Regions from separate parts of the Podarcis muralis genome. Here region 2 is linked to region 1. The links are chromatin contacts, called in public Hi-C maps. All regions are on one chromosome and are shown on one strand. Each heading gives the region's core, a stretch centred on a gene start, on an enhancer-like site or on the middle of the called end of the contact. The rest is flanking DNA. Distances are from core to core; before and after follow the strand shown.

What was found. Hi-C and Micro-C count contacts between places; a contact is called where the count stands out from the background.
Region 2: a contact with region 1 is called in a Hi-C map of tail, with 2.9 times the contacts expected there. The contact joins the promoter of UQCRC1 here to the promoter of NCKIPSD in region 1. A contact is called at or near these places in 2 of 3 Hi-C or Micro-C datasets (blood and tail).

The regions. Positions count from the first base shown.
Region 1 is chr2:82,976,391-82,983,392 of rPodMur119.hap1.1, forward strand. NCKIPSD (NCK interacting protein with SH3 domain) reads left to right here and starts at 4,846. Exons shown (of 13, transcript XM_028719155.2): 1 at 4,846-5,144. The coding sequence starts at 4,974.
Region 2 is chr2:83,225,535-83,232,287 of rPodMur119.hap1.1, forward strand. UQCRC1 (ubiquinol-cytochrome c reductase core protein 1) reads left to right here and starts at 2,709. Exons shown (of 13, transcript XM_028719159.2): 1 at 2,709-2,858; 2 at 5,038-5,178; 3 at 6,721-6,753. The coding sequence starts at 2,784.

The DNA of each region.
Region 1 (7,002 bases), core at 3,596-6,095:
GACGAGTTTTGCGGCTCCCAGTTTTTTTTTCTTCGGAAACGGGTCCAAGTGGCTCTTTTTGTCTTAAAAGTTGCAGACCCCTGGTGTAGTGTAATGCTGAGACTGTTGGGCTATGACCTAGAAAACCAGGGTTTGAATCCCCGCTCAGTCATGAAGCTCACTGAGGATGACCTTGGGCCAGTCACTGTCTCTCAGCCAAACCCGCTTCACAGGGTTGTTGTGAAGATAAAATGGGGAGCAGGAGAAGCATGTATGGCACCTTGGGCTTGTTGGAGGAATGGGGGGAGTATGAATGTGAGAAAGACATACAAGATCAAGAAGATGACTTTCTCAGCTGGGTTAGGCACAGCCTGTTGGCCGGGAAACATCTAGTGTAAAAAGTCTCAACTCTTGTGTTTTCCTGGGAGATGACTGAGACCTGTTTATCAGATCCCCTCAGTCCTTTCTTGGTTTGGGGCCAGGTCACCATGACTGAGTAATCAGGCAGAATCAATGGGAATTGTCCAGTATGTATTTTGCTTACCATCAGTCAGTCCATGATTTGGCAAAATTGGCCGGGGGAGGGGGCTGTAAAGTTCTTGGGGGTTCCATTTTAGTGCTATGAGCATTGGCAGGGTGTGTTCCTATGACTGGACAAATTCATGGAGAATAAGGCTCTCACTGACTACAAGCCATATTAGCGACATTCTGCCTCCACTGTTGACGGGAGTAGGCTTCTGAATACCTCTTTCTGGGAATCACAAGAAGGGAGAGAGCTGTAGCATTCAGGTCCTGCTTGTGAGCATCCCATGGGCATCTAGCTGGCCACAGTGAGAACAGGATGCTGGACCAGATGGGCCTTTGGTCTGATCCAGCAGGCTCTTCTTACAAGGAGGGAGGGAGGTACCTGTTTATTTCTGGTCTCCTTCTGGGAAAGCTAGCTTTCACCTCATTTGTGCTTTCTTGGCCATCTTACTTTTTTGCTCACCAGACTCCTGCTTCCTAGTTTCACCCACTCTGCTCTCCACCATCCTTTCAGTCATCTACCACTAGATTCAATCCATATCTGTTTGGGGTGAAAATCTCACACACCCGAAAGCTGGCAAATTAGGCCATTGCCTGCAAAAGATCATGCCACAGCATGTTGCCACACTGTTCTAGATCTGTGCATTTTTATATTTTTATTTTTAGCTGGTAGGGAATAACAGTAAACCATGACTTCCGAAAGCAAAACAAAACAGTTCAAAGAAAGCAGAAGGCAGAGCTCGAGGGCTTTTCTATATTTGGTAATTTACGAAGGAATTGGAGAACGAAAGAGCTCTGTTTTGCAAGCTCCGATCGCCCTCTACTGACCTTTTGCTGAACTAAAGCTTCATGGATATTGTTAGCCACACACACACACACACACACAGAGAGAGAGAGAGAGAGAGAGAGAGAGACCGAGAGACCGAGAGACCGAGAGACCAGACACACAAACACGAGAGTTATCAGCAATCTTGGAGGAACCCCAAGGTTTGCAAAAGTACAAACAACTGCCTACGAAAAAATTACAATGGGAACTCTGCAAAAGACTTATGAGGACTCTCTGAAGCCACAGAATGCTGGTTGATTTTGGTCGGGGAGGGAAGGAAGCTCAGAAAAGGAAAAACTCAGTGGGAGTGGAAATGACATTGAGTATCCGGGAAGGGGGGAATGGCTGGCTGGTTGGAATTCTCAGCAGGAGAGCTCCATGCTGCAACACTTCGTTGCAGGTTCCACTTGTGGCAATCTAACAGTCCTTTGTCCTTGGAGCTCTGTACTTGGAGCTATAACACTCTGTGAGGACTCAAGAGCCAGCTTTCAATCTCAATTCAGAGACTGATAAGGTTACATCCATACCATACATTTAAAGCCCGTTTGAAGCACCTGGCTCCCTCAAACAAATAAAATAAATCATAGCAACTGCAGTTTACCTCTCATAGATTTACAATTCTCCGCACCTTAACAAACTACACTTCACATGATTCTTTGGGAGAAGCAATGTGCTTTAAATGTGGGTATGGCTTGAATAATACATGGAAGCCTCTTTTATTTACAGGTCTAAAAAAAAAGTATTCGTGGGGCATTCATGCAGTTGGGGCTGTGGTTAGTCCTAGAATTAATTTTAATGTCTCTACTGTGACCAGGGCCTTGTTAGATACAACTCTCAATCCCCCCCCCCCCCCCGGTGTTTTTACTTGTGTAGCTCCCAAGCTCTGTTGGATCGTTCTGCTTTCTTGCCTCTGCCATAACTCATGAAAAAGACTGTCATAGTCAAGCCTCCTTGAAACAGTTCCTTTTATTCTCTGTTTTCCATTATCAGCCTTTCAGTCTTACTGTGCCTCTCTCTCTGTCCTTGTCAGGTAGCGGAGAGTGAAAGAAGATATGTGCTCCGTACGGTTCATTTTCACTGGGATTGTCATACCAATTTTAGATGCTTTAAATGAATAGAACTCTGTGTTCTGTTTAAAAAATAAAGAAAACTTGGCAAGTGTCTAATCAGTTCTGTTTTGCATGCATTTACATAGTACAGTACCTTAATAAAGGTGCGTCTTGAAGGTGACAGTTTCTCTCAAGTATAAGGTGACTGAACATTTAAATGTTTGAAAGCGACCACATTGCTTACGCTAGAGATGCCTGCAGGCAATACCCAGCCTCCCCTCTCATTCCCTTGTCCTCATTCATCCTCTCCCCACTCCTGGCAACAGTGAAGGGAGCAATCTCTGCTTTCCGCCTGGCTAGCATCACTTCCAGGATGTTAGAAAACTGTGCAGGCAGAGCCAAAAGGGAGTGTGTGAGAACTGGCACTCCGGAGCTTTTTTCAACATAATAGCCAGCAACAAACAAACAAACAAACAAGCCTTGGCCCACTACAGACTGTAAAAACAAAACAAAAAAACCTTTGTATTTTTACAGTGGATTTACATCTAATTGTTCCAATTTGTTTGCAATTCCTTTACTTATTTATTTCATAAAATTGATATGCCTCTCGAATGTAAAAAAAGAAGACGTCTGCACTTGCCCGCAGGTTTCAGGATACAGTGGTACCTCAGGTTAAATACTTAATTTGTTCTGGAGGTCCGTTCTTAACCTGAAACTGTTCTTAACCTGAACCACCACTTTAGCTAATGGAGCCTCCTGCTGCTGCCAGGCCGCCAGAGCACGATTTCTGTTCTCATCCTGAAGCAAAGTTCTTAACCTGAGGTACTATTTCTGGGTTAGCGGAGTCTGTAACCTGAAGCGTATGTAACCTGAAGCGTATGTAACCCGAAGTACCACTGTAGTCTTGTTGTACATAATAAGCAGCTGGTGACACAGTTCAATGTACAGTATGTCTTTACATTAACCAGTGTCACTGGCAGCAGATTGCAGCTGAAAGGGAAAAATTTTTTGGTCAAAAGCATATGAGCAAAGAGTGCAGTAGGGGTGGGTACTGATCTCCACTGCCCCAGTATTTCTCACTAACGGTGATCCCAAAGTCAGCTTAGGACATCATCCCAGTGCTTAGATTCATCACTGTCTTCCTGTGCTGCTTTCACTGTCTGTCTCTGAGATTTCACCTTCCTGCACTAGCTTTGAAAACTTGCCACATGCTTTGCAGTGCTGTCCATATGCTAGGCATTATTCTTTTCTCTTTACATGTTGTTTCCCGCAATACAGGCATTGTCTCCTGCATGCTCCTCCATTAGGTGGCACATCCTATTTATATTGGACAGCATGCACCTGTGTCTCTTGGGTGCCTGCTAATATTCTAATTCTTGCTTTAGAAAGTTCTGCTGACCTGCGTACATCCAGGCAGCGATGTAGTGTTAAACTGGTTTCTCGCAACAGCTGTTCATGCAAATGCTGATCTCTTGTCTCCCAAACAATTGTGAATCTGATGAGTCACCCTAAAATTACAGGTTGATGCTAGTCCTTAACACAGCCACATAAGCATCTGCCTTCAGCACCATGTTCCCTCATAAAGAACTTGACAGTGTCCCACTGTTTCATTTTGTTCAGGTATACAGTATTCATCCAGTGCCTTAAAATATCTCCTCCAGAGTACAGCCAGTGATTAGGCCAAGAGACATGTCCTTCTCGCCCCTTGTCTCCAGTAAGGCAATAGGACAGCTTTACTTTGTGATTTTCTTCCTCTCTCTTCAGAGCAAGAACCAGACAAGAGTTCAAACTCTTCTCTCTACTGCCTCCATGCCTGGGTTAGACTAGCTGCAGTGAAATTTGGTGGTGAAACTACTCTCCTCAATGTGTAGTTATTGTGGATGCATCAGGAAAGAAAGGCCTGTAAGAGCTTTTTTGTTGTTGTGATTGTATGCTTTTAATAGAATATCTATCTACCTATGTTCGTTTTTTAATGAGTGGGGGGCTTTTTTGGCAGTTTAAAAAACCCCTGTAAGTTACCTTGAGACCCATGAGTGAAAAATGAGGGTGCACAGACAAATATATATAAAACCACACTATGGTTTTATATTTGCTGTAAGCCACCCAGCCAGGGTGGGGAAACCCCAGCCAGATGGGTGGGGTAGAAATAATAGAATTCTTATTCTTATTCTACTATTTCTAATAAGAATAAGACTAAGGGAAAATGCAGCGTGAGAGCATTTTAGTACAGTATAGAGGGGCGCCGGAGACGTTCCCCCAAGGCGGGGCGAGGGACGACAACTTGACCCAATAACAACAGCAGCAGCAGCCGCTTGAGGCGCTGTTGCTCTTTCCGCCCCCGGCCGCGCTTCCCGCCTCCCACATAGAGCGGCAGCCCAGCAGGTGGCGCCGCAGCCCCGCGAGCCCGGCAGGGGGCGTGGCTGCGCGCTGACATCGCCGGCGAGGGTGACGTAGCCCGGGGCGGGGGCGGAGCCTGGGGAGCCGTGTTTTGCAGCGGGAGCCGGCGGAGAAGGCGGCGCTGGCACTTGACCGGAGGGTCCCCTTCGGGTCCGCTGCCCTGTAGTGTTTCCCCCCACCCCACCTTCACGGCCGCCATGTACCGGGCCCTGTACGGCTTCCGCTCGGCCGAGCCCAGCTCCCTGGCCTTCGGCGCCGGAGAGACCTTCCTGCTACTGGAGCGGAGCAACCAGCACTGGTGGCTGGTGACCCGGGCGGGCTCCGGGGAGACGGGCTACGTGCCGGCCTCTTACCTGCAGCGCCTACAGGTCAGGCGGGGGGCGGCGACGGGGGCAGGGGGGCGAGGGAGGCGGCGGCGGGGACAGCTGTCTCGAGGGGGGCGCGGCGGGTCTCCGGCCCCTTCCTCCTCTTGCTGCTGCTCCCCGTCTGCCATGGGTGGGGGGGGTGGGCCTTGCGCCCGTGCCCCCCCTTCCAGGTGTGCAAAGCACACGCACGCAGCTGTCCTGGGGGGTTTTCCAGGCGCAGCCCATAACTTCGAGGGAAGGAGGCAAGTCCGGATTTGTTTACGACTGCTTCACCGTTCTGTCGCTGCGCAGGTCCATGGGGCAGGAAGGTGCACCGGACCAAGGCTTCCCAGAGCCTGTGGCCTCTGGGGAGGTTGTGTGCAGCTCCGGGCACTGAAGAAGCACTTCGGTACTGTGGAAGGAAGGGGCGGAAGCGTCCCCCACCCCCGGGGGCTTTGCTGCCTTTAGAGAGCTGCTGGGCACCCGGTGAGAATGGTGCGCGCACCTTCCCCTGGAAAATTAGGCGGCGCTGGTCTCAACGACGCCGTGCCGCTTTGAGTTGTGTCAAGTGGCGCAGGGCCTGCTCCGAGGAGATGGGCTGCTTGGCGTGTCTCACATGGTGTGTTGACAGGGTAGGGGTCAAATGACAAGCCTTGTGAGACTTGAAGGTGACTCTGGGCTACAGAGAGTGTCTCCTTGCTGAAGGAAGCCTCACTTTACAGTGCATCCTAGTAGTGACTGTGTCACTTTCACCTCTCCATTTCAGGTCTTTTTCAAAGCTCTTTTGCGGATGTTTGTCCTTGGTTTGTCCCTCAGTGGCCTGGTATTGCTCTTGCCATGCACTTTAATTGACTGTGATTTCTTATAGTTGGGCCAGGCAAATGGTTAAAAATAAAAAGAATATTTTGCAAAGAACGCTTTGCAATCTTACATCAGTAACTGCTCTCCTGTGCCAAAAGGAGGGGAGGGGGCATTTCTCGTTACTTCCAAATATCACTATGTGAGATGGAAACTGATGGGGATTGGTACATAGGGAGAAATGAAAATATGCAGTCTTGCTTAAGTGGCAAGGAAGAGAAACAGGTGCAGAATGAAAGATGGGATAGTATATCAGATGAGGTGCACCCTAAGATGCTTAGCCTACACCTGCTTCTCGTTGCCCAAGGGATGTGATACATGCATTTCATCCTAACTTTCACACCAGAAAGTCAAGCTCTAATGTGGGCACGTTCAAGGGTGAGTTGCATACAACCCAAGGTATTCATGGTATACTGTATTCAGAAACTGATCGGGGGGGGGGGGGGGCTAACACACACTCCTTCCCTTTATCTCTAGTGTTTGCAAATCCAATGACCCATCTTTCACACCTGATCTCCATGTGCAGAATATATAGTGCATTGGAGCTCGAGTGTATTGATGTGGATGAAATGTGAAGGCATTTGTAATGCTGAAAAGGAAAAGGAAAAGCTGTGTGGCAGTTACTCCCAAAGGGAGCCTGTGTTGGATGATAGCCATTACAAAGGATTCAGAGCTCGACTAATGCATGTATTTCTTGATGTTTATGTATACATTTGTGTGTGTGTATGTACACACACACACAATCAGGCAGCTGTTTAGAAAGTATCTCTGAAGCTGGCTTTCTGTGTCTACTGAGAATACTGTGACTCCTTGAATGCAGAGGAGAGCAGCAGTGGTTTCAAACCTCCTTCTAATGTGGATTATAATAGAGAGAGGCTAATAACAGGCCTGTCCAACTACTGATGAAGGGGCCAGACGGCTAAGCCTGAGCAAATGTTGTAACAATAGTGGCAGTAATTATAGCCAAGTCAGACATGTTAGCAATTATGGAAAGTGAAAGAACAGATTGCTTCAGCCCAAATAG
Region 2 (6,753 bases), core at 1,459-3,958, 250 kb after region 1:
GCACGGAAACGCCATTTAGCTTCCCACCACAGCGGTACCTATTTATCTACTTGCACTGGCGTGCTTTCAAACTGCTAGGCTGGCAGAAGCTGAGACAGAGGAACGGGAGCTCACCCCGTCATGGGGATTTGAACAGCCAACTTTCCGATCGGCATACCCAAGAGGCTCAGTGGTTTAGACCACAGTGCCATCCCCCTGACACCAGTGACACTGATGCTAACTTGGTGGTGAGGTTCAGGCTACAGAGGTGCCCCACTGGGACCAATTTGGCTCTCTTGCTGGTGCCACCCATGCAGTCTTGATCTCCCCAGCACCTATCCTACCCTGTCCAAGTAAGCAGCAACACCACCAGTGTCAAGGGGGTGGGTCTATAGCTTCACCCCCTGTGCAAAGTGCAACAGCAGAGATCATTCCATGAGCAGTCTAACGGTAAGTGTTAAAGTCAACTAGCCAAGAGGTGGACAGTTGGAGGTATTGCTTAGTAACCGTGCACAGTGGTGTGATATTTGATGAGGTATTACGTGCCATAATTGGTTGAGTAGTTCTGAGGGAGTTTTCCTCTGCATGTTTAGCTGAATGTCTCCCTGCTCTGTACAAGGTCTGAAGTAAAGCAAGGCAAAACCTCTCTGTTCCTTTCTCAATTATCCTGTTTTTTCCTCAGTAAAGTGATATCAATATTTCTTTTCTCTCTGGACTCCATCTGCTTTAAGTGACTTTGCTAACTTATCTGAAGAAGTGTGCATGCACACGAAAGCTCATACCAAGAACTAACTTAGTTGGTCTTTAAGGTGCTACTGGAAGGATTTTTTTTTTTGTTTTTGCTAACACACACCCCCAACTGCTGCAACACTGGTGAAGGCTATTTCCCGTCTACTGTAAACTCTATAGGTTTTCCGAGAAATCGCCTGTCCAGTTTTTGTTTTATTTTTTTACCGAAACAGCTTCTGAAGCAAAGCGTAAACCACCACTGTTTCCTTTAAAAAAAAAAAGTTTGAGAATGTTTAGTCTTACTCTGAATCTATTTGTGCTTATTATAGAGCAGTTGCAACTCATCTCAATAAGCAGTTGTAGCGGTGGCTGAAAGGAAGATAGTGGCCTCTAGTGCACAGTGGCACACATGACAACCATTTTCAAAGTGGTGTCTCCAAAACTGCCCTAAGAGGCAAAGTACTGTAAGGTCAAGGGTTTGCTGATGATGGATACCGGAAATAGGGGCTCTCCCCTGGTAAATAGTTTTGCAAGCTAGTATGATATGGTGGTTAGAGTGTTGGACAAGGATCTGGGAGGCCAGAGTTCAAATCCTCACTTGGCCATGAAGCTCTCTGGCCGACCTTGGGCCAGTCACTGCTACTCAGCCTAACCTACCTCACAAGATTATTGTGGGGATTAAATGAGGAAGAGGAGAATCACATATGCCACCTTCAGCTCCTTGGAGAAAAAGGTAAGCTATAAATGCTATAAATAAGAAAAATGTTTAAAATGGACAAAAACAGATTTCTTGTCTCCAAATAACCCTGCTCACATAGTAAAAAGAGGTTTCCAGACTTCTGTAACAATAAGCAGCCCAAAGAGGACCCAAAGTGCTCAGCAACCACAGAATGTGGCCTGGCTGTTGTGGGAGAGAACGGAAAATCAGGAGAGGGGCCAGAGGGAATGGAATGGAATACCCTGGTAGAGGGCATAAAACACTGAGAGGGCAGCGCATATGTTGGGATGGACACTTTTTTTTAACAGGCCTGGGGCAAGGTAGCAGTGGTTAAACCGGCAGAAGAGCCATATTGCCCCAACCTCACCATTGCCCTGCCCCCCAGCCCCATCCAGGAAAGCAGGAATAGCACAAGGGTCAGGATGGTGGCTTCATAGCTCCATCTCACTAAACACAGCCACTACCAAATCCTGAACATCAATGCTCCACGCTGAAACATCATGTTGCAGGTCCCACTGCCTTGAAGAAACTTTTGTGCAACAGGTGGATGGGGGGCATTTTAATAATCGTTTTAATATTTTTCCGTTTAGATTAAAATGAGGATAGATGAATTTTTAGAAGTTTGATTCTATTAATGTTTGATTTTGTTAAAATGATCGCTTTCCCCGTTTTTAGCTGCTTTTATTTTAGCAGTAAGCCGCTTTGAGTCCCTGTCAGGAGAAAAAGCAGAGACGAAATTAGGCTTTATTTCACCCTGTTCAAAGACCCAATTTGGAACCCCCTTGTTATAAATCCTCTCTCCCGGGACGGCGAAGATTTTACCAATGGCCTGTCCATTTAATTAGCTGGGTTCTTTTTTTCTTCAGCGTCCCTTTCTCTGACTTTTTATGTTTAAAAGAATTAAATCTTAGGAAACACACAAGCAGGCGGTCAGATTCTGGGCTAACTTTGAAAGAAACAGCATGGGCTTCTGCCCTCATAGAGGTAGAAGATTCGCCAAAAGCACTGCTAGCTCCTCTTGACACACTTCCGGTCTAAAATGGAACAAGTTCTCCACTCAGGCTTCCCATGCAAGGTATAGGCCTCTTCCCTCAAATGACGCAAGCGAGCGACGCCCATGGAGAGGCCCCTGACCAACGGCGGCCTTCAATCTTTTACCGTAAGTTTAGCCTGTGTGTGTGACTCTTAACTCTTTCTTATCTCTCTCTGGTGACTCCCTCTTAATACAAACAGTCCCTTACCATCTTTCTCCTGCGCATGCGGATGTCTTGCCTCATCTCTGATTCCCCCCCTTCCTCCTCCCGCGCATGCGCTCTTCCCTCTCCTCCTGCCGAGCTGCCGGGGTTAAGGCGGCAAGATGGCGGCGTCCTCTGTGTGCCGGGCGGCGGGTTGTGTGGCCAGCCGGGCCCTTCTTCGGGGTCCTCACGCTCCGGTGAGTGCCTGACCGGGTGGGCCGCTGACGGGGTGGAAGAGGAGGAGGAAAGGGCGGCGGTGGTGGGTAGAGGGGGAGCGAACGAAGCGGGGAGTGTGTGCGGAGCCCGTGGGGAAGCCGCCCGCGAAGGTCACGGCGCCCGTCCAGGCCGCCCATTTCACCAGCCGGGCGAGGCCTAGTGGCTGAGAGCTGCCGGCGATGGAAGCGCAAATCGTGACATTCTACAGATATCGTGGGTTGCAGCCCCCCCTACCAACCTTCACGCCCCCCCCCCCCCGCTGCTGCTGCTGTTGCTGTTGCTGGGGCGGTGCTCATTTTGACAGCGTCGCCACTTACCCTCCCATATCCCCACATTGGCCGTGTCCTTTGGAGCAAAAAAAAAAAAAAACACGTGCCTCTGAGCACCTGCAGAGTGTTTTTCCTGCGCCCCGAGCAGCCTTTCTAAGACTTCATAAGAAGGGGCAGGGTTTCTTTCTGAAGTCAAGCGGTCCAGTTCATTTTAGGCGTGTAGTACTGACCACATCTTGCTGGGTAGCGTTGTGGGAACACAGTCCAAAAAAAGAGGAAGAAACATGTTTTCCAAAACATTTGTGGCGGTAGTCCCAGAGCTCTTAAATTCATCATTAAGCTAAAGTGAGATTGGGCAGAAGTTGCCAACTTGCCACCGTTATGCGGTTATAAAAATCTCTCCTTTTTTGTTTTTGTGTTGCAAAATAAGCTTCTGATGTACGCACATCAGATTTGATTCATGGGATAATGGAATTAGGAGTTCAGTTCTTTTAATGAAATTTGGGGTTGCTTTAATTGTTAGAGACGTTTCCCAAATGATTACATTGAATTTAAATAATGAGCTGTTTCTGTCATCAATCTATGTAGAAAGATAAGCATTATTTTGACTTAGTATTTGGGGCAAGTTTAATACCTTTAAGTTTAATGTTCTGCTACAGGTAATTTATATACTTTGTGGTGTTCATTTGTGTATTTCCCCAAGTGCATTTGCAAAGATTTAATGTAGCAATTCACAAGTTTATTTGGGGAAACCTCATTTTTCACTTTAAAAGATGTAGTTTTCAGTACTGGAAGGAAGATTTCATAAGGCATTCTTTTTAGTTAATAGTACAATGATTGTAAAGCTTTTTTCTGCAAATCCTCCTGAACAGGTAATTTTGGAGTTGATGTATTTGGCACCCCTCTGTGGATGGATGGCATTGGGGTCTACGAAATGCCTGCTTCCATTTGCAATTTCAGTGGCTAGGGAGGCATGACATAGAATTGCTCATCATTACACTTTGACGGATGCACATGCTAAGCTGGTGGGCAGTAATCTGAGGCAGTCCTATTTATGAAAGATGTAGGTTATAGTGAGATTTATACATTAGAACAATAAATGGGACTGGATGGAGAATTTGTCATTTTCAGTTTTGTAATTTAGATACCACTTACCTGCTACTGCCAAATGGCAATATCTTTAATAGCAGCACCTTTTATAGTGACTATTTATAGACCATTGACTTTGAGTGCTTTGGGCTCTCCTTTATTGCCGGGGCAAATAACTGGGTTTTTGCAGAAAGCTAAATTTTAAATACTTGTTTATAAATGTTTATTGCAATGTTGTAGATGGGATGTTTCAGATCTTAGAGACAAAATACAATAAAAGTGTGCTACATTCAGCTCAGTCAGTGGAAAGTTGTAAAGCCATCTCTCTGTAGTGCTTCTTTATATTTAAAATTGAGGTTGATTGAACAAAAATTGATTTTCTGCTGTGTTGGACCCTTATAGAAAGGAATTGGTTAGGTCAGTTAGATACCGGTGATGTAATACAGTGGACGATCGGGTTGTGAATGTGAAAACGTGTAACCTGAAGCGTCTGTAACCCGAGGTATGACTGTACTGAAAACTCCATTCAGGTATATGATGTATGCATATACCATGGTGTCCTCTTTCTGATCAGAAGTTATTTTTTGTATTAATGCTGGGATATTTTTTTGGGTGGTGGTCACTTTTTGTATTAATGCTGGGATATTTTTTTTGGTGGTGGTCACATTTCATCAGGTGGTTTCTGTAACAACTTAAAATTGCATACAAGTAATTTTTCACATGTATCTGATGTCTTTATATGACTCTTCGTGTATATATCTTGTTATATGAATTGTGCTTTTGACAATAAACTTTTCTTTAGCCAGCGCTATGGAGTTTGACAAGAAGAGGAAGCACTGCATCTTATGCTCAGGTGCTGCATCATATTCCTGAGACGCATGTCACCACTCTAGACAATGGCTTACATGTGGCTTCTGAACAATCTGGCCAGCCTACTTGTACGGTAAGCATAATATGGGGTTCTGAAAATTATTAGAGTCTCTATTGTTTCAGTTGGGCCTATCTTCAGTTAAAGTTTGCTATTTTTTATTGAAGTGTGTAACCTGCCATCTTTCTGAGTTTCAAGTTAAAAAGTACTATTTTTGAAAAACAGAAAAGAAAATTCTAAAAGATAAATATCAAACTAAATGAGGAGCAAACACTAAATAATTCCTCTCACTGATTCAAAACAATGTTCTGACTTCAGTGACTCTCCAGGAAAAGGAATTCACAGCTATGAAGCAGCAACTGACAGTGCACCTTTGGATTTTGTTTGCTTCTTCTTTGCTTGTTACTGATCAATGGCAGTGATTCTCAGGCTTTATTCTGAAGAACCCTAAGGTTCCTGTGGAAGCTTCTCTGGGGCTTCTCCGTGAGAAGGCCAGAATGACAGGCAAATGTTCTTGAAACATGCCCAGCGCAACTGATCTACTCTTCAGCGTATAGCCGTTGAGTGTTTTCTTGGGTTCAGTTTCAGTTCAGGCAGGGCAAGAGTGAGGACCAGCTGGCTGAGCCATTCCCTAAAATATGCTTCAGAATCTTCTACAAGGCACACAGGACCTCTGACCTCAGTAGACAAGTCAACGTGGAAAGATTTCTCTCAAGGTTAATGTCTATAAACAACTCACCTAGAGTGGTGATAGACATTGTAAGAAGATACAGGAAGAACGTATCTTGGTCATATGAGGTTTGAATGGCTCTGAAAAGTGTATGAAAGGCTAGTGAAATTCTGGAGTGTATTATGCTTTTGACGTCCCATTGGCATATTTACTGGTTTCTGCCCATTATAGGCTTCAAATATTCTTCAACAGCAGCCCTGTTTTTAGGACTTACTATAATGGCCACTTCATAGTTTTAAAGACAGTTTGCTGCTAAAGGAAAGAATTGCTCTTCTTACTAAAACACTCTTCTATAATGTAACTGGCTCACTTGGAGTACCTTAAGGCCATGGAGTAGAATAAATAACTTCAGCCAGATTGCTAGAAATAGAGACACCTTTATTGTTCTAATAAGCTGTACCTACACTCAAGCCATTCCTAGGCATAAAATAATAAAAGGCAATATATGACAATATTATAAAAGGCATTGCTGCATATAATCAGTGGGATAAAAATTAAGATTTTAAGAGCCTAAAATAATGAAAAGGTCTTAATCTGGCATGAAAACAGCCATAAGAAAGGTGCCAGGCAAGCATCTTTGTGGTGGCTATTCCACACCAGGGGTGCCACCACTGAGGAGGCTTTAGAACCAAACCCCTGTTGTACTTTCAGTTCCACTTATGCTTTGAACAAATTCAATTAGTAGAAAGGCTGTGCCTCAGTAAGAAAAGCCTTTGTAAACTACAAAATACAGGGAGAAATAGGGATTTAAGAGTGTAATTATTCTTTGTGTAGTGGAAATTGTAGGTAAACTACTGCTTTCTGTGCACTCTGTCTTAATAGCAGACAAATGTCTGGAAAATTGGTCTAATATGTAATGTATTTACTCATTGTTTCTTTTTTGTCAGGTTGGGGTGTGGATCAGAGTGGGAAGCCGCTAT